Linked DNA regions of Mus musculus: all the other regions are linked to region 4. A link is a contact called in public HiChIP or PLAC-seq and promoter capture Hi-C data. All regions are on one chromosome and are shown on one strand. Each heading gives the region's core, a stretch centred on a gene start, on an enhancer-like site or on the middle of the called end of the contact. The rest is flanking DNA. Distances are from core to core; before and after follow the strand shown.

Evidence for each region. Promoter capture Hi-C pulls out the DNA fragments that hold promoters and counts their contacts. HiChIP or PLAC-seq counts read pairs in DNA pulled down with a chosen protein or histone mark. Capture Hi-C pulls out chosen DNA fragments and counts their contacts.
Region 1: a contact with region 4 is called in a promoter capture Hi-C map of pre-B cells, with 5 times the contacts expected there. The contact joins the promoter of Tnpo2 here to the promoter of D830024N08Rik in region 4. A contact is called at or near these places in 3 of 39 promoter capture datasets (hippocampal neurons, liver and pre-B cells), 1 of 484 Hi-C or Micro-C datasets (B cells) and 1 of 9 other capture datasets (liver).
Region 2: an H3K27ac HiChIP or PLAC-seq map of double positive thymocytes shows a contact between it and region 4, with 5 times the contacts expected there. The contact joins the promoter of Ier2 here to the promoter of D830024N08Rik in region 4. A contact is called at or near these places in 1 of 39 promoter capture datasets (pre-B cells), 1 of 484 Hi-C or Micro-C datasets (B cells) and 1 of 115 datasets of contacts at active chromatin or transcription factors (double positive thymocytes).
Region 3: a contact with region 4 is called in a promoter capture Hi-C map of hippocampal neurons, with 4 times the contacts expected there. The contact joins the promoter of Best2 here to the promoter of D830024N08Rik in region 4. A contact is called at or near these places in 3 of 39 promoter capture datasets (hippocampal neurons, liver and pre-B cells) and 1 of 484 Hi-C or Micro-C datasets (B cells).
Region 5: a contact with region 4 is called in a promoter capture Hi-C map of liver. The contact joins the promoter of Gadd45gip1 here to the promoter of D830024N08Rik in region 4. A contact is called at or near these places in 1 of 39 promoter capture datasets (pre-B cells) and 2 of 9 other capture datasets (adipose tissue and liver).
Region 6: a promoter capture Hi-C map of pre-B cells shows a contact between it and region 4, with 5 times the contacts expected there. The contact joins the promoter of Dhps here to the promoter of D830024N08Rik in region 4. A contact is called at or near these places in 2 of 39 promoter capture datasets (hippocampal neurons and pre-B cells), 1 of 115 datasets of contacts at active chromatin or transcription factors (microglia) and 2 of 9 other capture datasets (adipose tissue and liver).

Annotation. Positions count from the first base shown.
Region 1 is chr8:85,035,492-85,039,974 of GRCm38.p6, forward strand. It overlaps Tnpo2 (transportin 2 (importin 3, karyopherin beta 2b)), which reads left to right and starts at 1,402. Exons shown (of 25, transcript NM_001364032.1): 1 at 1,402-1,486; 2 at 2,844-2,998. The coding sequence starts at 2,900.
Region 2 is chr8:84,660,268-84,664,503 of GRCm38.p6, forward strand. It overlaps Ier2 (immediate early response 2), which reads right to left and starts at 2,585. Exons shown (of 1, transcript NM_010499.4): 1 at 1,064-2,585. The coding sequence starts at 2,484. The coding sequence ends at 1,819.
Region 3 is chr8:85,012,359-85,016,965 of GRCm38.p6, forward strand. It overlaps Best2 (bestrophin 2), which reads right to left and starts at 2,050. Exons shown (of 10, transcript NM_001130194.1): 1 at 2,019-2,050; 2 at 1,024-1,228; 3 at 832-926. The coding sequence starts at 1,175.
Region 4 is chr8:83,572,409-83,577,013 of GRCm38.p6, forward strand. It overlaps D830024N08Rik (a long non-coding RNA gene), which reads left to right and starts at 2,118. Exons shown (of 3, transcript XR_003947410.1): 1 at 2,118-3,908. It overlaps Tecr (trans-2,3-enoyl-CoA reductase), which reads right to left. Exons shown (of 13, transcript NM_134118.5): 2 at 2,070-2,120; 3 at 1,463-1,514; 4 at 1,003-1,047; 5 at 812-915; 6 at 620-735; 7 at 433-538; 8 at 273-345; 9 at 141-184; 10 at 1-47.
Region 5 is chr8:84,830,565-84,835,168 of GRCm38.p6, forward strand. It overlaps Gadd45gip1 (growth arrest and DNA-damage-inducible, gamma interacting protein 1), which reads left to right and starts at 1,718. Exons shown (of 2, transcript NM_183358.4): 1 at 1,718-2,076; 2 at 3,544-4,604. The coding sequence starts at 1,727. The coding sequence ends at 3,862. Rad23a (RAD23 homolog A, nucleotide excision repair protein) reads right to left here. Exons shown (of 9, transcript NM_001297606.2): 9 at 4,363-4,604. It also overlaps a transcript of Dand5 not described here.
Region 6 is chr8:85,069,776-85,074,030 of GRCm38.p6, forward strand. It overlaps Dhps (deoxyhypusine synthase), which reads left to right and starts at 1,982. Exons shown (of 9, transcript NM_001039514.1): 1 at 1,982-2,278; 2 at 2,677-2,841; 3 at 3,520-3,641; 4 at 3,728-3,824; 5 at 3,906-3,992. The coding sequence starts at 2,072.

The DNA of each region.
Region 1 (4,483 bases), core at 152-2,651, 1.5 Mb after region 4:
CATTCATGACCTGGCTCTTGCCTAAATTGCTCTGGGCAATCCTCATCTCACTTTTAAGGTAGGTTAAGGGATTAGGTCTTCTGATCGAATTTAGCTGCCTTGTTTTATTTTAGAAGTTATTGCCAGGGGCTGAATAAGATGACTCAGCGATTAAGTGCACTTGTTGCTTTGCTACAGGACCCTGGTTTTGAGTGCCAGCAATCGTATATGGCAGCTCACAACTGTCTTGTAGCTCTAGTTCCAGGAGATTCAACACCTGACTGTCTCGTCAGAAACGTGATGCAGACATAAATGCAGGCAAAACAAACATAAATCCGGTGGCGCATGCCTTGAATCCCAGCACTTGGGAGGCAGAGGCTGGCGGATTCTCAGTTCGAGGACAGCCTGGACTACAGATTGAGTTCCAGGACAGCCAGAGCTACACAGAGAAACCCTGTCACGAAAAACAGAACAAAAAATGGCCACGTGTTATTTTTCAGTCCCATGTAAAAAGTGTTTAAACAGCATTGAACAATAACAGGACAGTTGCTCTAGTAAAATCCAGCACCGCCAGCTGCCTGCCCTGCTCTTTACGTCGGTGTAGTGCTGTTTAGGGGAGCGAAAGAGAAAGTTACATTTTAACCCCCTCCCCCAGTTTCTCTGTGTAGCCTTGGCTGTCCTGGAACCAGTTCCATAGATCAGGGAGTGCTGGGGTTAAAGGGGTGCGCCGCCACTGCCCGGCTTCATTTTAACTTATTTTTGATCAAAGGGTTTTGTGATGTAGCTTTCCTGGCACCAGAGGGGTCTACTGTTGCCTTATTCCCTATCCCTGCCCTCCCTCCCTCCCAATCCAGTTCTGAGGCACGCCGGACTGCGGAACAGTTTAAATTTTAGGGAGTTGTAGTAAGGACACGGTTAGCTGTAGTTGAAGGATTCCTAGGTCCATTACACACCGAAAACACCCATGCACTACTAAATTTCTAGCTCCAGCAAAATCTGCAACTCAGTGGGGCTGGGGCCAGTTAAGAGTACTGTGGGCTCTCGTAGAGGACCCAGGTTTGATTTCAGCATCCACATGGCTCACCACCACCAGCTTCACAGGCATCCAATGCAATCTTCTGATCCCCACGGCACTGCGCGCACATGGTTCAGACAAAAATACCAATATACGTTAAAGAAGAAAGAAGAAAGCTGCAGTAAGGAAAAGGAAACGAGACGCTGGGAGGACCTAATGGCAAGAGAGGCCTAGAGGCGGTACTTATTCTCTCACGTGACTCAACTTGGCCAGGGCCACTCTGTGCCAGATCACGTGTGAGTGCTTCGCTCTCCGATTGGCTTTGGTAGGCCAGTTTGAACGGCGTACGGAAGCCGAAATTGTTCATTTCGGCCGCGTTTAATTTTTTTTTTTTTTTTTTTTTTTTAATTCCCTGCCTCTGGCTCCCTCCTTCCGCGCGAGCCTCTGGAGAAGCTGCAGCACTTAGGCGCCGCCGCTGCCTCCCGGGGCCTGGTAGGTGGGCCTCGCTCGGCCGGGGCCCCTTGGCTTCAGCTCGCCTCGAACCTCCCTGGGTTCTGGGCCTGCGCCGCGCGCCGCCCAGGCGTCGGGGTCGCGCCCGGCTGAGAGGCGGGGTACCGGGTTGGGCCAGCTCTCGAGGCCGGCAGAACGGGCCGGGCGGGGGAGGGGGAGCTGATCTGATCTCAAGGGGTGGGGCCTCGGCGCCCGGGCAGGTTCGGGTGCCACGAGATGCGGGCCAGTGGGGCGGCTGGGGTCGGGCTGGAGGGGCGCTGATTGGGGGAATCGTCGGGGGACGTCGCGTGGATCGGGTGTGTGTGGGGATCTGTTTCGGCGGGGCTTGGTTGGGTCTGATTCGGGGGAGACAGCCTTGAAAGTTGAGAGGGGAAGGTTGTTTAGTCCTAATAGGGAGGGGCGTCAGACTTGAGACCAGAGGGCTTTGCTGAGTCTGGCTGCGAGGCGGTGGTGGGATCCGTTGAGGGTAGCGCACCGGGCGGGTGTTTGTGCGGGACTCTGTAAGGGAAGCTGCAGGGATTGGACGGATGGGGTCTCCGACGTGAAGTGATCGGGGGTGAGGGGGTGGGAGGGGGCTTAGGGGAATTTGATTGGGGGAGCTGCCAGAGGTCCGTCAGCATTAATTCCTGCTGACTGGGGCGGAGGGTAAGAGCTAGAGAAGCTTGGCCAGATCTGATTGGGGGCAGGCAGCGGGCATTGGGGGCTTTGGTCGTGGGTTGGGTGATTCTGACTGGCTCTCATTCAAAGAGACATTGGAAACCTATCGGGTATTGCTTGTATTCTGGTTAAGGAGGGTCACAGGGCCGCGTCTAGGTCAGAAAGGGGGCCATGTGGCGTCTACTGAGCTTGTAGAGCCGGTTTAGAAGAGGGAGCAGGGATGAGCAAGATCTGGGCGCTTAGGGACCTAGAGGAGCTCAGAAATCTAGGAGGCGGCTGGCATCTAGTGGAGCTGGAAGGCTGGATTTTGGGGAAGGGAATCCTCGTGGACTGAGCCTTCACCTGAAAGACCGCTGGGGCGGGGCCCCTCGCCCTGGAGGGAGGCGGAAGCCGTGAGGCCCGTAACCGGGGGCGGCGGTGGCGTGGATCGCTTTGGAAAGAGGGTTCCTCGTTAGGCTCGATGTGGATCCGTCGCGCCCCCGCCGCTGGTCCTGATGGCCCGCTTTTATATTCCCCCCACTCGCACTCCCGAGCCCGCGACTGCGTGGCCGAGGATGGCTTAGCTGGCGGGGACCCCGCACTTGGACAGGCGCGGATTGGAGGCCTCCGCTTCTCGGCGGAGAGCGCTTGCGTCTGCATGCAGCCGCCTCTGCCTCGGGGACTCAACTTGGGTCTCACACAGAACTCCAGCGACCCAGCGCTGATCCAGGCTCCTACCCCTGCAGTTCGCCTTGCGCCATGGACTGGCAGCCAGACGAGCAGGGCCTGCAGCAGGTCTTGCAGCTTCTCAAAGACTCGCAGTCGCCCAACACAGCTACTCAGCGCATTGTGCAGGATGTATCCTTCTTTCCTTCCGGGGCTCACGGAACAGTGCCGATGTCTGCACCTCGTGAAGGCCAGAGAGGGAGGGACTACTTCTTGATTCCCAGACTTTTTCTGCTGAGAGAGAACATGAATTAAAGGTTTAGGTCTTTGGTTCCATTTCTGGAGTGGAGAAAATGATGGGCATGTCTGATGTTCACTGAGTACTTAATCCTGTAACTGTTGAGTGTTGGTAACTTTCCTTTAACAGACGGGAACCTGGAGGCTTAAACAGGGAAAATGCCTCAGCAAGGACCCAGGGTTAAGAAGTCCAGCCATCGCAGATTTTAGTGGTATGCCTTGTCAGAATGAGGGTAGATAGGTAGGGACGTTGGAGTTGCAACATGAGTGTTTTTGAAGTTGAAAACTTTTTTCCTAAGAGCTCTTTATATCATATACATATATATGTAGATAGATATAGATTAGTTTTGTTATTAATTTGATACACCTATGAAGAGGGGCCTTCAGTTGAAAAATTATCTCAATCAGATTGGCCTGTGGGCATGGCTGTGGGAAATTTTCTTGATAATAATTGATGCTGGTCTGTATAAGAAAGGTTGGTGGATGTGAGTCGGGGAAGGAACCAGTAAGCAGCTTTATGCAGAGGTTTCTTCTTCAGTTATATTCCTGGAGTTCCTACCTTGGGACTTCCCAATGATGAGCTAAAACAAACCCTTAGTGTTTTATCACAGCAACAGAGAAGCAAATTAGAGTAAGATCAGAATTTTAAATGATATATGGTCATGACAGCATCCACCTTTAATCACAGCGTTCAGGAGGCAGAAGCTAGTGAATCTCGGAGTTTAGGAGTAACCTGGTCTTATGAAAACTTTCTCAAATAAAAAAATTGAATGTTTGAAGCAGTATCAAATTTCACTTGAAAATGGGACTAGTCCATCACCTTTTCCTGCAGGGCTGAGACTGGAACATACAAGCCTAGAGCATGCTAGCCACTTGCTTTATTCTTGAGCTGCACCCCAAAGTCCTGCTCCTGAAACTCAGCCATTCACTTGTGTTTTCTCTCTCTCTCTCTCTCTCTCTCTCTCTCTCTCTCTCTCTCTCTTTCTTTCTTTCTCTCTTTGAGACAGGGTTTCTGTCCTGGAACTCACTTTGTAGACCAGGCTGGCCTTGAACTCAGAAATCCTCCTGCCTCTGCCTCCCAAGTGCTGGGATTAAAGGCGTGTGCCACCATGCCCAGCTTTAGTTTTCTCTTAATGGCACTGGAGACTCAGTGGTCTGGTCTCACACATGCTAGATGCATATTTTACCACTTGAGACCCCTTGGCTGGTTTTTCTTGTTCTTTTCTTTTTCTTTTTCTTTCTTTCTTTTTTTTAGTCATGGTCTTTTAATATAACAGATTAGTTTAGAACTAAATATGTAGCCAGGTTCTCCCTAAACTAAGAGTGATCTTCCTGCCTCAGCTTCCCTGGGGCTAGGGTTTTAGGCATGCACCACACTCA
Region 2 (4,236 bases), core at 1,335-3,834, 1.1 Mb after region 4:
TTTCTAGGAGGGAGAAGCTGGGGGCTGGGACTTTCTAGGAGCAATCCCCTCCCTCCAGCTCTCCGCCCTAGGGTCAAAAGAGGCCGGAGGAGGCGGGGACTGCTGTCGGGCGCTTTCCTTGAGCTTCCTGCACCTGCGGTTCCTTTGTCCTTAGAGCCTGGAGCTCCCTCCTACCCTCGTTCCCAGGTTATGCCTAAAGCATGTCGGAAACCAAAGTGAGAGAAATTCTCTCTGGTTGGATAACCCGCAGCTGGATGGGAAAGTAGCCTGGCTTCTTGGAGAGCCACGTGCCTCTGCTTTCCTCTTTCTGGGATTTAAAGGTGCGCAGCACCCTGCCCGATTTAAAAAACCAAAAAACATTTAGGGACTTGCTGTTTCTTGAGCTGGTCTACCCACGAAACCCCGTTGAATTAAACGTGAAACACCAGCGTTAACACTGTTAAAACCTAAGTGTTCTGAGGAAGCGGTTTATAGGTTCATTTATTTCGTTTTTTTACGAGATAGGGTTTCTTGTGTAGCCTTGGCTGTCCTGGAACTCGTTCTGTAGACCAGGATGGCCTCGAACCTTCTACTTCTGCCTCCCCAGTGATAGCATTGAGGGCTTTAGGCATTATGCTCGTCTTAGGGATATTTCATAGACAGGTAACTTAAGTTAGCACTCAATTATCTGCCTGAGCCACACTAAAGAAATCGTGTAAGGGGCTGAACGCAGGTTCAAAGTTCAGTCACCGCCACTCTACCCGTGGGGGCCCTACGCAATTCCGGTCGAGGGGGAGAAACGCCATCATTTAAAATTCCTCAGCTCTTCTTGAAACACTGCACCCAATACCCCCCTCCCCAATTGTAAACTAAGCTTTCCACACACTATTCCCCCAGAGTTTGTTAATTTCTAAGGCACTCCCAAATTACAGGGCTAGCTTAAGCAGGTAAACTTGTGGCAAAGAAATGGGGCCCGGCCTCCCTCTGGCTCCGCACCCAGTCAAACCAGTTCCGGAGGCTTAGGGAGCGGCTGACCCCTTAACCCCACCCCTCCCCCACCAGGGAAGCAAGCCAGACAAGCCGCGCGTTTTACACCGATGGTCTTTATTTTCCTAGCTGACATTGTAAAACTCCAGGTAGTTGCTAATTAAACAACCCACCGTGGGAAAAGTAAACAGACTTTCTTAAACACGCTGGTAAAAAAAAAATTTTCTTTCCTGCCCGAAGAAGCTGTGTCTACGGCAGCAACTACGACCAGCGGCCCACCCGTCCCGCGGTGGTCCACGCCAGGCGATCATCTAGGTTGACCAGTCCCGGGGTCTCCAGCCACTTCAACTCTGATCGCAGATTTGATTGGTTCAGTTCAGGCTCACCCACAGCAGCCTGTGGGGGCGAGGTGACTCAAGTCACTTCCCAGTCCCTAGGGCGGGTCCACACCCTGGCCTCCTCCCAGGCCCCACACCCACGCAAGGCAACAGGAAGCACCCGCGTCTGTCCCATGACGCAACTCTGACCGCTTGCACAAGCGTGCCCACTTGTAGGGGCCGAAACGCGAATGGTAGTGAAACGGCCTTGAAAGGGCAGCCTGGCCCCTAGAGAGTTCGACCCTGAGATTCAAGATCTAGGTGTCCCTTCTCCAAGCCAAGGAAGGGACAGTCCTTTAATAGCACCTATGGACGCACGTCTGGGAGAAGGCGCCCGCGCCCCTCGCTCCTCAGTCCTTCCCCTGGCCTCTCGGCAGCTCGGGCCGCGGCTCTTCTTCACGGCCCCCGCCGGCCTTCGCCTCGGGTGTGCGTTCTCCGCTCCGGTGGCGCCGCTCGAAAGAAGCCACCAGAGCTCTCAGAAGGCCACCACAGCTCGCACCAGCACGTTGAGCATATTGTCGGCCGGGCGGCAGGCTGGCTTGGCCTCGCACGTGGGGGGCGTCGGCGGGGGCACGGCGGGTCCACAGTTCAGGAGACTGGAGAAGCGCCTTTGGAGGACGCGGGCGAGGTTAGGGAAGGCACCTTCGCTTTGTGCCGGAGGAAGCTGCAGGCGATCGGGAACCTCCGACGTCGCCTCCCCCTCCACCTCTTCTAGACGGGCCTTCTTGCTTGGTACCAGTCCGGCATCACTACCGTCGCTCAAATCGCTGCTGCTCCGGCGCTTGCGGCTGACTCTAGCGGGGGGCGGGTCACAGAGCGCAGGGGTCTCCTGGACTCGCAGCACTTCCTCTTGCGTATCCATGGGCTCCGGAGGCTGCACGGCTTCGGGGGACGCTACTTCCACTGCAACTTCGGCTTCCCGCGGCGGGTGCAGGCGAGGGTCAAGAGCCCTGCGGGATGGCGGGAACTCGGGCTGGTGGGCTTCTACCTTGGCTGAGAGGTAGACCTCTCGAGCGCTGCGCATAACGAGGGACAGCTGCAGACTCCGGTGGAGTCGCAAGCCACCTCGCTGCATGCGAGAGTGGTACATCTTCCATACCGACAGAGTCATGATGCGCTGCGCTTCTTTCTGTACTTCCATGCTTGTTCGACGAGAGTAGTTAAGTCGAGAATGGGTTAAGACGGGCGGTGCAGCCCAGACGACAAGCTTACAGCAGCAGGTACTCTGCTAGACGTTCGGGCGAGGGCAGCAAGCCGGAGCCTTTTAATATACTGAGAGTGACGTCACTGCAACACCACGCCCAACCAGAGGGCCTCATCCGGGCTTTCCACAGTGGCTAGCGAGTCCTTAAAGCAATAGGGATAAATTTACGCCTCGAAGGAAAAAGGACTTAACTACTGCAAGGAAGAACTTCCCCACTGCACCTTAAGACACTAGGTTCTGGGTTCTCAGAGTCACCAACGGGCCAGAGGATGAGGCCCACCAACGAGACGGATAGTGGGCGGTAATCTGACTGCAGTGGGGAAAACCCGGGACCGGGGTACATTCCCCGAGGGCACCGTTCATCTTGCCTACCAGCCTGCTAATTAATATTTTTTGAACAGTAAAAACGCTGCTACTTATTAAGCAGTTACTACACGCCAGTTACTACAGTGTTGAACTTTCTCTTTTTATTCAATGTCTCTGATCTCTCACCTCCACTCCATAGAAGATACAGTTTTCCAGGTGAGAAATAGGCAGCCACCTGACCAATATTTACTAAACGAATGATTATATGATTATACTATGGCGAAAGGATCAACTAAAGCCTGCAGCCCTTCTATCTCCACCTTTCTGGACATGGGTGGAAAGTGGGCACGGACACTGTACCCCGTAACCACAGATATCCACCACCTCACGACTGCTCTTTACTTTCAGCGTTAAAGATCTCCCAGTTTTCCGCAACCCAGTGGCATGGAAGTCCCAATGTCCATAGGGCCTGCGATCTTCCCTTGTCAATAGAGCAGTTTTCTGCCTTCATGCCCTCGTGAACGGAATTACTCCAAGAAAGACAGATATCTGGGTCGAGATGGCACAGTGGGTGGAGCCACTTGTTGCCAAGCCTAACGAACTCAGTTCGATTCCCGGTCCCACCGGTCCCACGCCGTACAAGAGAACAGACTTCTATACGATGTCTCACACACACACACACACACACACACACACACACACACACACACACACACACACACACACACACACACAGTAACAAAGAAAAGAAAAAAAGAAGTCGGTTCCACTTTGCATCACTTCCCAAGAAAAACTTGCTTCTAGTTGCAGAAGGGAGAAAAATTCAAATAACCCCTTTCATTTGCTGTGCAGGCCCTTTAAGAAACACCCCCTGCCAGCGGGCAGACTTCCCGCCACTGCAGCCGGCCGACTTCCCTGGCTAAATTTGGATGTAATGACGTAGGTTGGCGCCGCGAACCACTTCCGGATGCCCATATAAGAACAAGGGCAGCCGGTCTTAGCCCGAGGAGAGGGCTTCCGGGGCGGGGCCCCTTCCATCGGCGAGCACGCCCCTCCAATCCAGCCCTCAGGAGCCTAACTAAGTGTTGTCTCGGGTCGTTCGAGTCTGTTTGGTGCTACAGTTCTTTGGACAGTCTGCACGGCGTCCCGGAGAGAACTCGATGTTTCCTTCTCTCATGCTCTCACACGCTGCGGCACCGTCATGCGGGATGAGTCCGGGTGGAGTGAGATTCGCACCCTGTGGAGTTACGGAAAAACATCTTCGAAACCCTCCTGCACTCACATATGTAGAGGACAAAGTACTCAGTTCTTGGGCTGTTCTTTCTTCCCGTCTTCCTGGGGAAACTACCCGTGTACTCAGTGTTGGCGGCACGTCCCTTTACC
Region 3 (4,607 bases), core at 800-3,299, 1.4 Mb after region 4:
ACAGAGAGAGAGAGAGAGACAGAGAGAGTCAGAGAGAGACACAGAGAGACACAGAGAGAGAGAGAGAGAGAGTTTAGTCCTCAGCCTGTTTTACTGAGGGAATTTCAGGCCAGCCGAGACTACATAGTAAGAGACCTTGTCCCAAACAAACAGACAAACAAAGAAACAAAACCACCACCACCACCACCACCACCACCACCACCACCACCACCACCACCAAACCCCACACATAGAAAGAGTGTGGGCCTGTGTGAGCGGGGAAGGGGAAGCTGGGCAGGCAGTTCATCCCATCCACGTGATGCAAGGGATGTGAGCTTTCTGTAGGGCTAGGGGCCAGGCTGGATTTGAATGGAATAATATCTATTTCCTGGGGGGAGGGTGCTCAGAATGGGTGTGTGTGTGGAGGATAGTAACCTGACGCAGATACAACTTGTGATGTCTGTGGGTGAGGTGATGCTCCCAAGGGGCACCTTAGAGGACATCATAAAAAATGTCTCAGGATGTAGGGTCATATGGTCATCTTTCAGGTGTGGATTTGGAAGTGGGAAGCTCTGGAGGTTAGATTCCCCACCCCCCACCACGAGACAGGGTTTCTCTGTGTAACCCTGGCTGTCCTGGAACTCACTCTGTAGACCAGGCTGGCCTCGAACTCAGAAATCCTCCTGCCTCTGCCTCCCAAGTGCTGGGATTAAAGGCGTGCGCCACCACACCCAGCTTTGGAGGTTAGATTTGAGTCTTAGAGGGGTAGGAATGGGGGTCTCCAAGAAGCATGGATGGAAAACAGATTTCTCCCTTACGTAGGAATAAGATTCTCAGGGGGCCCAACCTCACCAAGTACGAAAGAGACGGGGATGAGGCTGGCGTACTGGTCGCAGTATATGACAAGCTTCTCGAAGTAGCGCTTCTGCTCTTCTGCCAGTAAGAAGCTGTGGGGTAGGGAATGCAGTAGCTACAGGTCTCCCCTCCACTCCCAGTCCCTTCCGCAGGGCTCAGATCCCCAGCCCCAACTCCAGGTCTTCTCACCGATAGGCGGCGCTTAGTGCCATGTAGAGTCCCAGGAAACATAACAGCTCTCGCCACAGGAGCTTGTAGATGCTTCCGCGCCACAGCAGCAGCAGCTGCGAGAAGCCACCGAAGCGGGCATTCGCCACTCTGGCTGTGTAGGTGACGGTCATCGCTGCGCCTGGCCAGTGTGGCCAATGGAGAAGGTTTTAGCCTGGGTCCGGGCCTGTGAGCCAAGGGAAGATGCTGGGAGGGGCTGATCCTGGGGCTTTCAGTTGAAGGTGGAGGTGCGGGCGACAGCGCAGCAGGTGATGATATCCAATGTCTCAGCACCCTAGCACCTCGTTGCCCTAGGGCGGTCCTCACTCCCGTCCTGGTACCACCCTACCCCAACCCCCAAACGCCCCCCCCCTTTTCCCGGGTCCTGGCCCTTTCTCGAGTTCCCATCTCCCAGTCTTGCTCTGCCTTCCTTCTCTAGACTGATGGTCCAAGCCCCTTGGACTTTATCTTAGGTCCCTCACTCCTAAACCTTTGGATGAATCTAGTCACTTTTTGACCTTCCTCCCACACACCCTCCTATCCCTTTCACCTGTACAACACTCAATCTTTTTGACTTCCTGAGTCTTCAGTTTCTAATCCTCAGGGTTCAATATCCCCCCTCTTGTTGCCCACTCTCCCAAGTTTGGCTTTCTCTCTGTCCTCTCTTGAGACTACAGTCTGCCCCGGCAGAACTACTATCCCCCTCATATTCAGAACTGCTCTGAATGGCGTCTCTAAAGCTCCGGCTCCCCAGTCTGTCCAGCAGCCTCCCTTCCTCTGACAAGGAACCAGCTTACCCCAATGCCCATTTAATCCCCCAGCTCCGACACCTCCAGGCCTTCTTCAGATTCTCCTTTACCTTTCTTCCTTTTGTGCTGCCCCTCCTAGCCTTCCACTCTGCCCCTCTCTCTCCAGGAGTCCTGCCCAAAGCCTGCCAGTCCAGGGCCATTTATTCTCCCAGACCTGGCCCTTCTCACCTGTGGCCGTACAGGGACACAAGGGACAGAGACTAAAAGGGAGGGTGTCTTCAGTATTGGGTGGGGCTGAAGCCAGACTGTTTGGGAAGGAGCTGGGGAGTGGGCGTGGGCAGCCCCTCCCAAGTCCATCCCCTTTAGTTGAGTTACAGCCTCAGAACTTTGTTTGGAGAAGGTCTGCCAGTTTGTCTCCTGGGCAGGGGGGTGGGGTTGGGTGGGGTAGTGGTAGTGTGTGTGTGTGTGTGTGTGTGTGTGTGTGTGTGTGTGTGTGTGTGTGTGTGGTCTGCCTTGTACTTTTTTGCTCCTCTTTGTATCCCTCCCTCCTAGGGAGAAGGTCCAAGGTATCTGGAACCTAGAGCTGAAAAAGCGGGAAGGAGAAGGTCTCTCTCTCTCTCTCACACACACACACACACACACACACCCCACATCCACAGCCCAGCAAGACTGGGTCACCCTTCAGTTTCCTGTGGTCTCAAGCTGTCACAAAGATGCACATCACATTGTAGACCCAGACACACATTTTGCTTCCCTTACCACAGTGGCAATCTACACTGTCACAGAGACTTTCAAGGTCAGCCAGGAATGCTGGCAGCTAAAGGCAGGAGGACTGTCATGAGTTCCATGCTACCCTGGGTTACAGAATGAGACGGAGTCCCACAAACCCAACAGATGGAGAGGTGGCTCAGTGGTTGAGTGTATATTGCTTCTGTAGAATTTGTCCCCCACACCCAGTCTGGTAGCTCACAACCACCTTTACCTCCAGCTGCAGGGGACCCAAGGGCACCTGTACCCAAGTGCACATATCCCAACCCAGGCAGAGACACATATAGACAGAAATGAAAAAGTACATGTGGTGACTAAGAACTCAAACTGCCTGTACTTTCAGAATTTGGTACCTATACCCCTACTGTTGCTTACAAGTGTCTAAAACCCCAGTTCTAGACTTTTTTTTTTTTTTTTTTTTGAGACAGGGTTTCTCTGTGTAGTAGTCCTGGCTATCCAGGAACTCACTCTGTAGACCAGGCTGGTCATGAACTCAGAGATCTACCTGTCTTTGCCTCTCAAGTGCATCAACACCACCCAGCTTGAAATAAATATTTTTTAAAAAACCCAATAGAGAAAAGAAGTCAAAGACACCTCCAAACTCACACGAGAAATAAATGTGGGAGCACCTCTCTCAAAATAGTGGGATAGTCCTAGGGTCAGAGGAGGAACTTGGGGGTTCCTGACATTTGCTAACGTAGTGAAGGCATATTTGCAAGGACTATAGGTGTAGCTTAACAGCAAAAGACTTGTCAAGCATTTGTAAAGCCCTAGACAACATCCCTAGCATCAACAGGGATCCTTACTACAGTTTCATCAACTAAAACCCCAGTGACACCCACCCATTTGTACATTAATATATGGAGGCAGGCATGGTGGCATATGCCCATAATTCAAGCATTTGGGAGGCTATGTATGCAAAGACATCCTAAGCTACATAGTTAGGCCCTGTCTAAAATTTAAAATAGAGAGACATTTTCTCAGTGCTTTCTCTGTTATGTACTGTTATGTTCTGTATGCAGAAACACCCAGACATATACTTAGGTCTCATACTCAACAATGCCCTAAACACACCACCAGGGACACAAATCCTTGTCCCTACATTTGACACTGATTTGAGGCAGAGGTTTTCTCTTCAGAGACACACCAACAGGAGGGCTACTCATAGCCTGGCCCAAAGAGCACTCCCACTGCTACCTCCAACTTCAAGGATGTCTACAGATACACAGGTATGAGAGGGGCAGAGGCTCAGAGAGTAGATCTGGTAGAGATACTCTTGAGTCCCCATGCATTTCTTGCTATCTACCTGCTGAGCAACAGACGTGGGAATGGCCCAGTGCAGCACCACCCCTGGAGGCCCATCTGGCTAGGACTCAGTGTTCCCAGACTGGCAGAAGTCTGCCCCACCCGGGTAAATTAGGAACCAGCTTGGGCTGGCCACTCTTGGACCCATATCTCCGCTGTCCAGCTGCCCAGCAGCCTATAAACTTCAGCAACAAAGGTTGCTGGCTGGGGTGACACTGCCAGCTGTAGGACCTGGGCACTGGACAGGCTGTTCTTAACTATCCTGACTCCTTAGTATGTGTCCTTGAGCTCCCCGCAGCTCATCCCTTCTCCCCCAGCACACACACACACACACACACACACACACACACACACACACACACACACACACACACACACACACATCCTCACACAGTTCTTGATGCCCAGCTGGGCTGGAGGGCAGGTTGCCTGGTTCACATGCCTTCACTACAATAAGCACATGACTCTTACTAAGGTATGAGCAGGGTGCTGGAGGAAGAAAAAAAAAAACCCGTGTGTTTCATCAGCAAGGGAGATGGCTCCTGTATTTCTACTAGCCAAAAGGTGACATACAATCGAAAAGCTAGTATCTGAACCTGGGCAATACGGGCTTGTAGTCTGTAGTCCTTCCCTATAGCTGCCCTGTGTGTTTACATTTGCCACCTTAACGTGCCCATACTGGCTTGCACACACCCTGAGTCCGGCGGGAGGACAAGTCTAAGCTCGTGAATGGGTTCCCCTTCC
Region 4 (4,605 bases), core at 868-3,367:
AGGTCCCGAAGAGCCATGTGGATGGAGAAGTTCCCAAGCTGGCAGATCTATGAAGGAGAAAGGGGTCAGTCCACAGCCAGCCCTCACCCCACCCAGCTGCCACACCTCACCACACTTGGTTGCTGCCCCAGCCTCTTTACCACAAAAACGGCCAGTGCCAGCTTAACCTGCTGAACTCCATAGGCTGTAGAAAAAGCAGGAAGGAGAGCCCTGTAAGAGGAAGCCTCGTGGTGGGGTCACACAGGGTAAGGGCACTGTCTGGACCCACTTACTAGGGGGTGTGTAGAGAGGGTGGTTGATGTAATAAGCCATCCATGCAGCAAAGCCCCAATAGTAGGTGCAGTTCTGGAAGAGCAAATGAGTTAGCAGGTGGGGAGGGGGCAGGCACTGCTGCTGGGGGGCAGGCAAGACAAGAAGAATGGGGGTGCTCACTTTGAAGATGTTTCGCAAAGGCATGGTTCCGTGAGAGAATCGGTGCACGAAGAGAGTCTCCAGCAGGCGCTTGATGTAGTGGAACGAGTGGCACATGCAGGCGAGGCTAGTGGGGTAGCAGACTCAGCCAGGGCCAATCCAGCCTCCACCCTCCCTCCCACCCCCACCTTCCTCCGGGCCCACTCACTGCACCACCGTATGCCGACTGGACGTAAAGTCGTATTTGCGGCCATAAATGAAGGGTACCCGGAAGTAGAAGAGCAGGTAGATGAAAAGGGGCCCGGCATACTCCGTCAGGAAGACCTGGGAGTACCCAGAGACAAGGTGAGTCGCCCCAGGGTAGCTGAAGGCAGAGACCAGGGAAGGAGTCAGAGCTCACCGTCACCCAGCTGATCTGGGCCCCGAGGTCCCGGAAGTAGAGTGTGGCTGTGGTGCCCACAGGAAGCTTCTGTAAGACATCTTCATCTTTCAGGGACTTCCCCTCTACAGAGAGAAGTCAGTATTTGGTTACTGCCCTGGTTTCCTGACCCCAAGAGCCCAAGGGATAGGCTGATGGACAGCTGTACTCACTGGGGTCCAGGCGGAGGGACTGGCGGGCAGGATACCACTGCGGGTCTGCCAGGAGAAGGTCAGGGGTTGCATCACCTAATCTGGCAAGGCTCAGCCTACCCACGCCCCAACTTGGCCTGCCTCTAAAGGCTTCCAGAACTCTAGGACCCCCCCCCCCCAGCTCCTCCCACCTGTGCAAGGGCACACAGGATAGGCAGCGACAGATTTTATTTTTTACCCCTTTGGATAGATAGCACAAGAGCATTCCTGCTGGTGACCACACAGGGGCAGCCTGCCCAGTCAGCCGGGCCTCACTCACTGTTCCAGTGTGCTGAGAGGCAACAAGCCGATGAGGGAAAGGCATGCGGAGGCATGCGGGCCCAGGTCACATCCAGAGGGGAGGCAGGAGTGGGGGGTAGATGTGTCGGGAGCGGGGGGACACGTATGTCAGGAGCAGGAATAGGTGTGTCGGGAGACTCACGTGTCTTGGTGAAAAGGGTCTTGATTTCAGAAATGGTGGCCTGAGGCTCTACCTAAAGGAAAACAAGGTGTAAGTCCGGAGGGAGCCAGGCCTAGGATGGGGGAGGGGGTCCAGGTACAGGCAGGTCAGGAACAAGCTAGCTGACTTCACGGGGTACATCCGTCCTCCACCTCCTTTACGGACACAGAGCCCTCCCAAGGCTGCCTTGTCCCTTCCCACACCAGGCTGTCAGCTTCCAGCCCCACAGAGGGGCCCCAGCTGCTCACTCTAGCGCAGTGGTTCTCAACCTTCCTAAAGCTGCCACCCTTAGTACAGTTCCTCATGGTGTGCTGACCCCAACCAGAACATTATTTCATTGCTACTTCATACCTGTAATTCTGCTGATATGAATTGTAATATAAATATCTGCTATGCAGGATATCTGATAGGCAACCCCAATGGGGTCTCAGCCCACAGGTTGAGAACCGCTGCTCTAGATGAAGACAATACCCTTTACATGCCTTCTGAAGGACAGGGAGGGCCACCGATGCCTGCATAGCCCTACAGGAGCTGTAAGGAACAGGGACCCAGCCCTCCTGGCACTTCACCCCCAGGGGTGCAGTCCTACCTTGTCCAGGAAGCACAGCTTCTCCCTCGTCTTTGCATCCCGAATCTCCACCTCAAAGAAGAGGACAGCCTTTTTATGCTTCTTGGCTGCTTTGTGGGGCATGGGCATGGGAAGACCATCGAGGCCTTGGTGGGCCTCTTTGGCTGCCATGCTCAAGCTGATATCCATGCCACAGCCGCTGGCCCTCCTGCTCTGCCTTCCAGTCTGTGGTGCCCACTGCCAGTCGCCAGCCCCCACCTCCGACCTCTCCTCACAAAGCTGCTGTGAGCTGGGCCGGGCAGCATGATCAAATTCTGCCTCGGTGCTGGAAGGGAGCCTGTGTCTGACCAGGCTCAGCCAGCGCCAACGCCAGATGTAACCCGAGTGGCACCAGGGCCTGGCCTGGCTAAATATAAAACCATCTCAGCCCGAGTCCCCACCAAAGGAGCCACAGTCCTCCCCTGAGGGCTACCCTCATACAGGCAGTTAATTGGGTGGGCACAGGCCCTCAGAAGTGCCAGGGGCATGAAGAAGGAAAAGGCCCACAGCCATGGCAGGCGCCGCAAGCCCAGCCCCGGTGTGCAGCCCTGGCCAACAGGTTACCCAGCCTGGGGAAATGCCAGCTATCTGGAGAATCTCCGAGACAGATCATCCATTTCCACTTCTAAGCTGTAAGGGACACTGGATTATTTCCCTTGTGCATTTGTGTTCCCAGGGAGGTGACAAATTCCAGAGGTACTGGTGCAGAGTTCCCAAGTCCCTCCACCTCCCTCTCCACCGCCTCACTCCTCACAGCTCCTACCACATCAGGCCAACACAATGTGCTCACCCATGGACGAGCCTACCAAAGCCCAACACATACCCTCCCAACACATACCCTGCCTGCACCCCTGGGGTCCACAGTCCCCAAAGGAGAAACCTGCAGGCTGAGGCCAGAAAATATGCATAGGGGCAGGGTAAGGAGGCAGGAGCCCCAGGGGATCTGACCCATCGGACCCAGCAGGTCAGAGAAGATGCTCAACACTGCCCATGCTGGCTGGGGGAGACCCAAGGGCTATGCGGAGATCTGCCACTTTTTTCCAGAAGAAGGGGGCATCACAGGCCAGAGAAGCCAACTGTTGCCACCTACATGCTCCCAACAACAGAGGCCATGGCACGATCCCAGATCTGCTAGGGGTCCTTGAGAAGGCATGGGTGGGCCGACATGGTGCTGGCACACAGAAAGTGTATGCATGTGTGTATGTGTGCATGTACAGGTCGGGAAGCCCCCACGGAGGTAACCCTACACAGTGATGCTGCCCTGTAGGGCCTGGGCTTGAGTTCAGAGCAAGGTTCCTATGCCAGGCAGTGGTACCCAGGCCTGCTTGCCCATATGTGCCAGAGCCTACATCATGGACACAGCATACTCTGGGGCAGATGGCTGAATCCACACAAGGACAATCAGTGCCAGACTGAGCTGTCATACGCTGGGACCCCTCTAAAGAGGACCGAGAGGGGAGGAGCACATGAGGAATGTGCTAGAAGGGGCGAGGTGGCAGGGCTCTGGGCTGGGGCTATATTAATAGTTGCTGAGCCCCTAGAGTCCATGTGAATCACAGGAGGGCGGCACAGTGTGCACTGGGAGGGAAGGCCATGGAGTTCCTGCTGAACCACTCAACAGCTTAAAATACAACCAGCCCCTCTCCCTACTGGGCCAGCTGCCGGGGAGGGCTGAAATCCTAGCCTCTCCCCCAGCTGGGGCACTGCAGCCAGGCCAGGAGCCGTGGTGCACCAACTGGTGGGCAGCAGGAGAGCGCGTGGAGAGGGGCCACGGTGAAGAGCAATCCCAAGCCACAAGCTGAGGGACTGCCTGCAGCAGAGGTGAGTCAGGGGGCCTCCCACGGCCTGCACAAGCCCAAACTCCACACAGCCGCCATCCCCCCAGGCATAGGTCTAGGAAGGCCCAGTGGGCCAGGGGCCGTTCTTGCAACTCTCTGAGCCTCTAGATTTATTTCAAAACCAAGATAAAAGGTATGTTAAGTGTAGCAAGAAGGTTGGCGAGATGAAAGAAACCAGACTTTCAGGCCCAGGACCAGACCAGGATAGACAGAACCCGGCTGGTAACCTGGGGCGGGGGGGGGGGGGGACGAAGAGGAGGGGGGAATGCTGAAAGACACATGCTCTTTGTGGGTAAGACAAAGGTGCCAGTCACAGAGGTGGGGGCCTGCATTCCAAAAGGTGATGAAATCCACTAGGTTGTGTACTTTTTTGGGAGGAGGGGTATCACTCAGGGGTGAGACAGGGTCTGAGTTCTTAAACTCAGAATGCTCCTGTCTCAGTTTCCCAAGTGCTAAGGAAGTACAGCTGTCGGGAACACACAGTTGGACTATGCACTCTATTCAGTCACAGGAACTGCACTACAAAAGCTCTGGCTTCAGGGGATTCTATGTAGGGCTCTCACACTGCAAGGCAGATACTGCACCAAGTTACACCCCAGCCCAATCAGTAACAGACAGGCAAAGTGTCCACCAAAAGAGAAAAGACCAAACAGCTCCAGGGAACAGGCTAAGGAGATGGA
Region 5 (4,604 bases), core at 468-2,967, 1.3 Mb after region 4:
TCCTGGGATTAAAGGTGCCACCATGAAATTCTGATCCTCTTGCCTCCATCTCTCCAGTGTCAGGATTATAGATATGCACTACCATGTTTAGTTTATGCCATGCAGGAGATGAAACTCAGGGCTCTATGCCTACTAGGCAAGCATACCATCAACTGAGTCACATAACCAAATGCCATAAAGTGGATCATAAATGCTTAAGATAAAAGGGAAGGCAGTGGTGGCGCACGCCTTTAATCCCAGCACTTGGGAGGCAGAGGCAGACAGATTTCTGAGTTCGAGGCCAGCCTGGTCTACAAAGTGAGTTCCAAGACAGCCAGGGCTACACAGAAAAACACTGTCTCGAAAAACCAAAAAAAAAAAAAAAAAAAAAAAAAAAAAAAAAGGTAAACTGCACATGATGGTCTCAGATCTTTAATTTCAGCACTGGGAAGGCAGAGGCAGAACCCTGTAAGTTCCACAGTGAATTCCAGGCCAGCCAGCTGGCACTACATAACAAGACTCAAAAAAACCAAACAACACCAACACACACACACAAACACACACGACCAAACAAGTTAGAATCCATGGAGCTGGAGAAATGGCTGAAAAGTTTAAAATATTTCCTGTCTTCCAGAAGACTTGAAGAATTTGGTTTCTTGTATTCAAGTCCCTTGACAATTGCTTGTAAGGCCAGTCTGAGAGGGTTCCATTGGCTTCCACTGGCACCCACACATGAGGCGCACACACACACACACTAAATCTTTTTAAAGATTTAAAAGGTAACATAAGCCTAAATATTAAAGTAGAAATATTTAATATATTAGAGAAATTTAAAAGCACAGATGTGAAGGGAAATAAAATATACAATAAAGCAGACATATTTAAAGCATTAATATTTCAAAATTAAAAATCAAAATGTCAAATACAGTAATTTAAATAATACTGGCACACCAGTTTTTTTCTTTTCTTCTTTTTGTTGTTGTTGTTTCTCTGTTTAACAGCCCTGGCTGTTCTGGAAGTCACTCTGTACACCAGGCTGACCTTGAACTCACAAAGATCCGCCTGTCTCTACCTCCAAGTTATGAAATTAAAGGCATGCGCCCCTACCGCCCGGCCAACGCACGCCACTTTTAAGTCTTATTTTAAACAGGCTCATTACCGGTCATCCTAGCACAGGCGAGACTGATTTAGAAATCGATGCCATCCTGAATTATGCCAAGAAGTTCCAAGATGACCTGGCTACAGGATGATATCCTATTTCAAAATCCCAAATGATGGCCGGGAAGAAGGCTCGGAGGGTAAAGGCATTTGCCACCAGGCAAGATGATTTTAGTTCTATTCCCACAACTCTTGCTTGGTGGAAGGAGAAAACCGACTTCCCCAAGCTGTCCTCTGACCTCCACTTAATCACCAACACTTCAACACTTTCGTCCCCCAATAAATAAACTGCAGAAATCCTTTCTTTTTTTCTTTTTTGATACACGTAGTCTTGGCAGCCCTGGAACTCATAGAGATCCTCCTGCCTCTGCCTCCTGATTGCTGGAATTAAAGAGGTAAGCCACCAGCCATACAATATTCTCTTAACAAACAATTGCTCCCCCCGCCCCACCCGCATTAAACGTTCACCTGCGCCGTACGGACTAAAGCAGCGCGGCGCTCCTCCGCTCCCCGGCCGGAGGCCCCCGGTGTTTCCGCCGCGCAGGCAGCGCCGTAGCCAGCCCCGCTGCCGCGAGGACCCACAGCCAAGATGGCGGCGCTCGCAATGCGGAGTGGCTATCTCCTGCGGCTCTCTGTGGCTCTGGGTCCCAGGTCCCGCAGCTACCGTGCGCCCCCGCCCCCGCGCCGCCGTCCCGGGCCCCACTCGCCAGACCCGGAGAACCTGCTGACCCCGCGATGGCAGCTAACGCCCCGCTATGTGGCCAAGCAGTTCGGACGACATGGCGCCATCTCCGGGGTGCCCCCGGCCTCCCTGTGGCCCACCCCAGAGCAGCTGCGCGAGTTGGAGGCCGAGGAGCAAGAATGGTACCCGAGCTTAGCGACCATGCAAGAGTCGCTGCGCTTGCAGCAGCAGGCCTTGGAGGCAAGGCGCCAAGCCAGGTGGGTGTGATGGGGCACGTACCCCAGGGCCCCGAAACCAGGAATCATCCGTAGTAGGCACGCGGATCCCTTGTGGCGTGGGCTTAAACATTACATGTTAACTTTGCTGCAAAGCAGACATCCTTGTAGTCATTCAACTGCAGTTTTTGGTTTTTTGTTTTTTTTTTTTTCTTTTGGTTTTTCGAGACAGGGTTCTTCTGTGTAGCCCTGGCTATCCTGGAACTCACTCTGGTCTCGAACTCAGAAATCCGCCTGCCTCTGCCTCCCAAGTGCTGGGATTAAAGGCGTGCACCACCACCCCCGGCCTCAACTGCAGTTTTAATGTTTGTTTTTACTTGTCCTCTTCCTTTATCAGTAGCCTGCCCTTTTATTCTAAATAGCAAGGACTCAATTAACCAGAACTCATTTTATTGCCCAGGCTGGCCTCGAATCTAGGATCCATCTGTCTTTACCTTCTGAATATCTGCTATTACAGGCCTGTACCAGTCCCAGCCTCAACTCTATATACTTCCCTAGTTACTCTGCAAGGATATAAGGACCCACACACCAGGGAACAAAGCAGACAGAGGATTCGGATGATGACTGAGGAACCCCCCCCCCCCAAGGAAGACAAACACAGTTAAAAGTGCATGCTAGCTCTTGTGATGTTTAAGCAAATCCCCATATAACCAGATACTGTTACTGGAAAAATCTCAAGGCATGAGTTCCCAGTAGAGGGAGCAACTGTTGCAAAGGCCCTGAGGTTGAGAAGTGGGAATGATGATTCTCAATTAGAGAACAGCCCAGGTGAAACCTTTTATCACAAATAATCTGGTCTTGGTGGAGCACACCTTTAATCCCAGCCTTCTGGAGACAGGCAGGTTAGATCACCGAGTTTTGAGGCCAGCCAGCCTAGTCTATGTAGTGAGACCCTGTCTTGTGTGGCCACCGTAGCTAGGTAGTGGGACCTGAGAGCAGTGATGGACTCTGAAGTCTGGGGTAGAAGTCAGAAAAGAAGGCACATGTGATCAGATTTGAGGAGAAAATGGAGGCAAACCAGACATTTGGATCGCCCCTTCTGGTGCAGGGTTCAGGGCTGGTGAAATGTGTTGCTGGTATTTAACCTTATCCTCACAATGTTAAAAGGACAAGATGACCCTTTTTACAGATGAAACTGAGGCCTGAAGAAGTCAAGTCAGATATCTAGAGTCATGCTGGCATTGAAGGATGGAGCTGGTCCCCCTTTCTGTCCCACCCTAGCTGATAAAACTTGTTCTTTCAGTTTTACTATCCTAATCTTATCAGTGTACCTACAGATTCACAGGACTGGAAAAAAAGTTGTCCCTGTCCCTGAATTTGGACCTGGCGTACAAGCATGTGGAATCACTGAGGACATCCATGACAAGGGCATGAGAGTGGTTTTACTAAACAGCTGGGTGAAATTCAGATTTGCCTTGGTCTGCCCTCACTGTCTGCTTTCCTATACAGGGAGCAGCGTATCGCAGAGTGCATGGCCAAGATGCCACAAATGATTGAAAACTGGCGAAAGCAGAAGCGAGAACGCTGGGAGAAAATTCAGGCTGACAAGGAGCGGAGGGCCCGGTTACAGGCTGAGGCCCAGGAACGCCTGGGCTACCACGTGGACCCAAGGAGTGCTCGCTTCCAGGAACTATTACAGGACCTAGACAAGCAGCAACGAAAGCGCCTAAAGGAAGAAAGACAACGACAGAAGAAGGAGGCACGAATTGCTGCTATGGCCTCTGCTGAAGCCCAGGACTCAGCAGTGTCTGGTGAACCCAGCTCCTGAAAGCTCCCTTCCCAATAAAGCCAGCTGCTGACAACCCATATTCTACACATTCTCCCTCAAGTTGTGACTTCCTGGGTCGCCCGGCTCATTCCCCAACACCTGGGCGGGAGAATCCCTCCACCTGGCTGTGTTCACACCTGGACACTAGGCCATGCCATGAACTGGGGCTTTGGGGAGAGAGAAAGGGGAATGGATGGGCAAATAATGAAGGAGCAGATGGCAGGAGAGGAGGAGGCTTCTGTTTACCAACATTAATCTCCAGTAATTAGCCAATTACCAGGGGGAGTACAGCCAAACAGACTGCATGATAGAAGGAGCAGCAGTCCTTCTAGGGTTGAGCTGAGGCAGGGGCCCAAGTTTCCAGAGGGAGGAGATGCTGGGGCCCGTCTGTAAGGCTCCTAGGCTCCTCCCCGTTTCTCAGCATGCCCACTTCACCTGTGCCCCCGGCTAGCTCAGACTCACAAACAGCTGTGAGAAGCTCCAGTAGGCATGAACCATTATTAGGGCTCATTTTTAAAACTTTATTCACGTCAAAACCTTTATCAGAGATGTGGTTCTGTCCTGGGGAAGGGGTGGCCTTGGCCTTCAGAACTGATGATAACCCCTTTTCCAGGCTGGAGGCCAAGGCCAGACTGGGGAGAAGGCCTTTGGCTTCTAACATAGACTTACTCCAGATGGAAAGATCTGGGCCACTCCAATAGAGGATCAAAGCTTAGGGCTCCAGCTTCCCCTCATCATGGTG
Region 6 (4,255 bases), core at 732-3,231, 1.5 Mb after region 4:
AAACCGGTCAGAGGCTAACATTCTGAGAACCTGTTCTACCACGGTGGCCTTGGGATTGAACTCAGGTATCCAGGCCTCCTGACAAAAGGCTTTACCCAATAAGTCATGTCTTACCAGCCTAGAGACCAAGTTCTTGCTATGTCCCTACCTGCTCTTCCCTCTGCTTGCTGATCATGGTGACTCTGAGCATAACAGCCATTACTATATGTATATGTATTTTAAAAAAAGATTTATTATTTATATGAGTACACTGTAGCTGTCTTCAGATACAGCAGTAGAGGGCGTCAGATGTCATTACAGATGGTTGTAAGCTACCATGTGGTTGCTGGGATTTGAACTCAGGACCTTCCTAAGAATATTCAGTGCTGTGCCGGGCGTGGTGGTGCACACCTTTAATCCCAGCACTTGGGAGGCAGAGGCAGGCGGATCTCTGAGCTCGAGGCCAGCCTGGTCTACAGAGTGAGTTCCAGGACAGCCAGGGCTATACAGAGAAATCCTGTCTCAAAAAACCAAAAAAAGAATAGTCAGTGCTCTTAACAGCTGAGCCATCTCTCTAGCCCCCCCGCCATCACTATCTTAGTCAGAGTAGCCATAGCTACCTTCATTCAACTTTTTCCCTAGAGGAGGAGGAGGAGGTGATAAGTATCATGGATTCAAGTCACTTTGCCCTCCCGGATGTATGCAGACCTCCCTCCAGGTAGTGGTACTGGGCACTGATGGCAGATATTGGTTAAATGAAGGGGATCGTTGGAAAAATAGTGTCTCTGAAGTCTTTATGTAATAGGAATTTTCTGGGTCTTCTGGTCTTGGCAGTTTTCACCAATCACCTTTTCCTTCAGCTCAGGTTACCAACTCCTCCTCCTCCTCTTCAGAGAGAGAGAGAGAGAGATTGATTGATTGATTGTAGGCCAGAGGACAACCTCATATGTCACTCTCAGAAGACATTCACCTGGTCCTCAAGCCTGTGTTATGACCTTGTGCATGCATGGCCTGCTGTGGCGGTCAGAAGAGAATGTATGGGAATCCAGACTCTTCTTCTATCGTAAGCCTTTGGCTACTGAGTCATTCTGCAGGCCCCATCCCAAGGATCTGCCTGTCTCTGCTTCCCCAGAGCTGGAATTACTGGTATTGTCAACCCCCAAGCCCCTTGAGTTCTGGTAATTGAACGCACATATACAATCCACACTCTTGCTTTTTCAAAAAGCAAGGACCATACTAACATCTATTTCCCTAGCCACACAGGTCCCTTTTGTTAAGACAGGGTCCTGCTCTCTATCGTTCAGCCTGGCCTGGAACTCGAGATTCTTCTGCCTCGACCTCTGGATTGCAGTGTGTCCCAAGCCTGGTTTAATCACTAAACCATTTTCTGTTTCATCATACTATGGTCACCGGGAGGTCAGAGGTCTTGTCCATTGCTAAATCTCAGCTTCCAGCAGAGAGCACTATTTCTAGTCTAGACTACACAAACCAGAAGAAGGGGTGCCCCTGTCCTAGGCTCAGTGTATCATTAAGAGGATGCATGATAGATTCTCAGCAAGCTTCTCGTGGTAAATAGATGGCAGTCATCCCTGCCTCCCCAGAGGCCCATGATCCAGTTAAAATTGAGCTATGGCTGGAGGGGGAAAAGAGGAGGCAACAAAGTTTGTGGAGACTGGAAGAAGCATCAAAAGAAAACACTATTCCATTTGACAAAAGGCTGCAACTCTTTTTTTTTTTTTTTTTTGCCTGATGCCCTAAGTCGTGTTCAAGGACACCGTCCAAGAAACAATCACTTCGCTCATGGGGGACAAGAATATTTGGACAGAGAGACAGCTTGCAAACTAGGCACTTCCCTATGCTTGAAGCTCAGTAACAGCTCCTGGACCACATGTACGGAACACAGGGATAAAATGGCGGCTACCAGGACGGCGGGCGCTGCCCAAGGTCACGAGACCAAGTGACTTCCGGTTTCGTCGCCCCACGCCCCCAAGGCTCTCGAGTCGCACTTCCTGGGCTCCGGCCGACCTCGCTGAGGGATTTTGCGGGTCTCAGGGCGCCGAGGCTGCTGAGACCTGAGAGCGGCCGCGAGCACATGGAAGGGACCCCGCCAGGGGCGGCGCCCTCCTCGGCGCTGGCCGCCGTGCTCAAGCACAGCTCAGCGTTGCCGCCCGAGAGCGCCCAGGTCCAAGGCTACGACTTCAACCGCGGCGTAGATTACCATGCGCTTCTGGACGCCTACCGCACCACCGGCTTCCAGGCTACCAACTTCGGGCGCGCGGTGCAGCAAGTCAACGCCATGGTGAGGCGCGGGGCCACCCGGGCGGGATGCCGGGCCGCTGCGCGCGGATTTCCGCGTGAGCGTCCGGGAGAGGGCGGAGTCCGGGTAAACTAGAGTTCTGCGATGGGTGGAGCTTGGAGTTAAAAATCCAAAAGGGCTTTGTAGGAGGAGCTTAACGCTAGGGGAGCCCGGGGTTCGATTTTCCCGGTGGAAGGAGACTTGAAGATACTGGGTGGTTCTCAAACCATCAAGTGACAGACCTGGACCTGGAATGGGAGGGTTAGGGTCTGCCCAGGGGTTGTGCTTTGGTTTTGTAGTAGTCTCCCTGAGTGCAATCAACCTCTGGAATCCAGGCCAGGTAGGGTACCTCAACTGAGGTTTGGAGTCTTAGTGCAACTTTCCTGTGCCCTTATGACCAGATTGAGAAAAAACTGGAGCCACTGGCTGTAGATGAAGATCATCACGCAGACCTGACTCAGAGCCGCCGCCCACTTACAGGCTGCACCATTTTCTTGGGCTATACTTCCAACCTCATCAGTTCAGGCATCCGGGAGACCATTCGATACCTCGTGCAGCACAACATGGTGGGTCCACGTTAGCTCTGGAACCCCAGCCTCCTTGGGCCAGTAGGAAAAAAAAAAAAAGGGTTATTTTTCAGTTAAGAGAAATGAAGAGGCTCAGAGATTATTTGCGGTCCTGTGAAAGATTTGGGTTTGCTTTTTAACAACCACATGGTGACTCAGAACCGTCTGTAATGGGATCTTTTGATGCCATTACAGATCTGGTGTGTCTGAAGAGAGGGACAGTGTATTCACATATATTAAATACATCTTTTAGTCTTTTTTGTTTTTGTTTTGTTTGAGACAGGGTTTCTCTGTATAGCCCTGGCTGTCCATCCTGGAACTCACTCTGTAGACCAGGCTGGCCTTGAACTCAGAAATTCTGCCTGCCTCTACCTCCCAAGTGCTGGGATTAAAGGCATGCACCACCACCGCCCAAAATAGATTAAAAAAAAAAAAGGGTGTGAGGAGATGGAGTATTGTTCTTTGACATCCCGGCAGTCCTCATGCCTCAGCCTCCTTTCCGAGTGCTGGGATCGCAAGACCGTGCCACTTTTTCTGGCTGTGGGTCTGCTTCAGGCAGAGGGAGGCCTGGCCTGGAGTTGGTTTTGTTGTAGCGCTCATGCTTAGGTCTGGATGAGCTCACCCAGGTTAGGTTGCTGCTTAGAAGGGGGGGTCAGTGTTGCCTGCGACCGACCACAGGTGGATGTATTGGTGACCACTGCTGGAGGTGTGGAAGAAGATCTCATCAAATGCCTGGCGCCCACATACCTTGGCGAGTTCAGCCTCAGGGGGAAGGAGCTCCGGGAGAGTGGGATCAACAGGTGAGGGAGGCTTTGAGTAGTGGTCGGGGCGGGGAAGCTGGGCAGAGGATCCCCGTGACCCATGCCCGCATGGCTCCCATTTCCAGGATTGGAAACCTGCTGGTGCCGAATGACAATTACTGCAAGTTTGAGGACTGGCTCATGCCCATTCTGGACCAGATGGTGCTGGAGCAGAACACAGAGGTGGGGCTGGAAGGGCTCGGGGACCTGCATAGTAAGAGTCAGAAGACATATGAGCTAATACGATATTCTCTCCCATGATAGGGTGTGAAGTGGACACCTTCCAAGATGATCTCCCGGCTTGGGAAGGAGATCAACAACCCAGACTCTGTGTATTATTGGGCCCATAAGGTGGGTTGGGTGGGGACGGTATTCCCAGGCTTTGGCTTGTACTGACTTTGTCTTTGTAGCTACCTGAGCGTCTCTATAATTATTCTTGGTCTCCCCAAATTAGACGAGGTGTATCACTTGATGGCAAGGTTCTCCTAGTTATGCCCCTACACTCCCGGGATTTAGTGTAGTACCCTAGAAGTCAGTGGGGCCTGACCCAGGGTACTGTGCACCCAGGGACAGTGCAGCACAAGAGTCTGGAAGTGACAAGCCAGTGCTCAGTG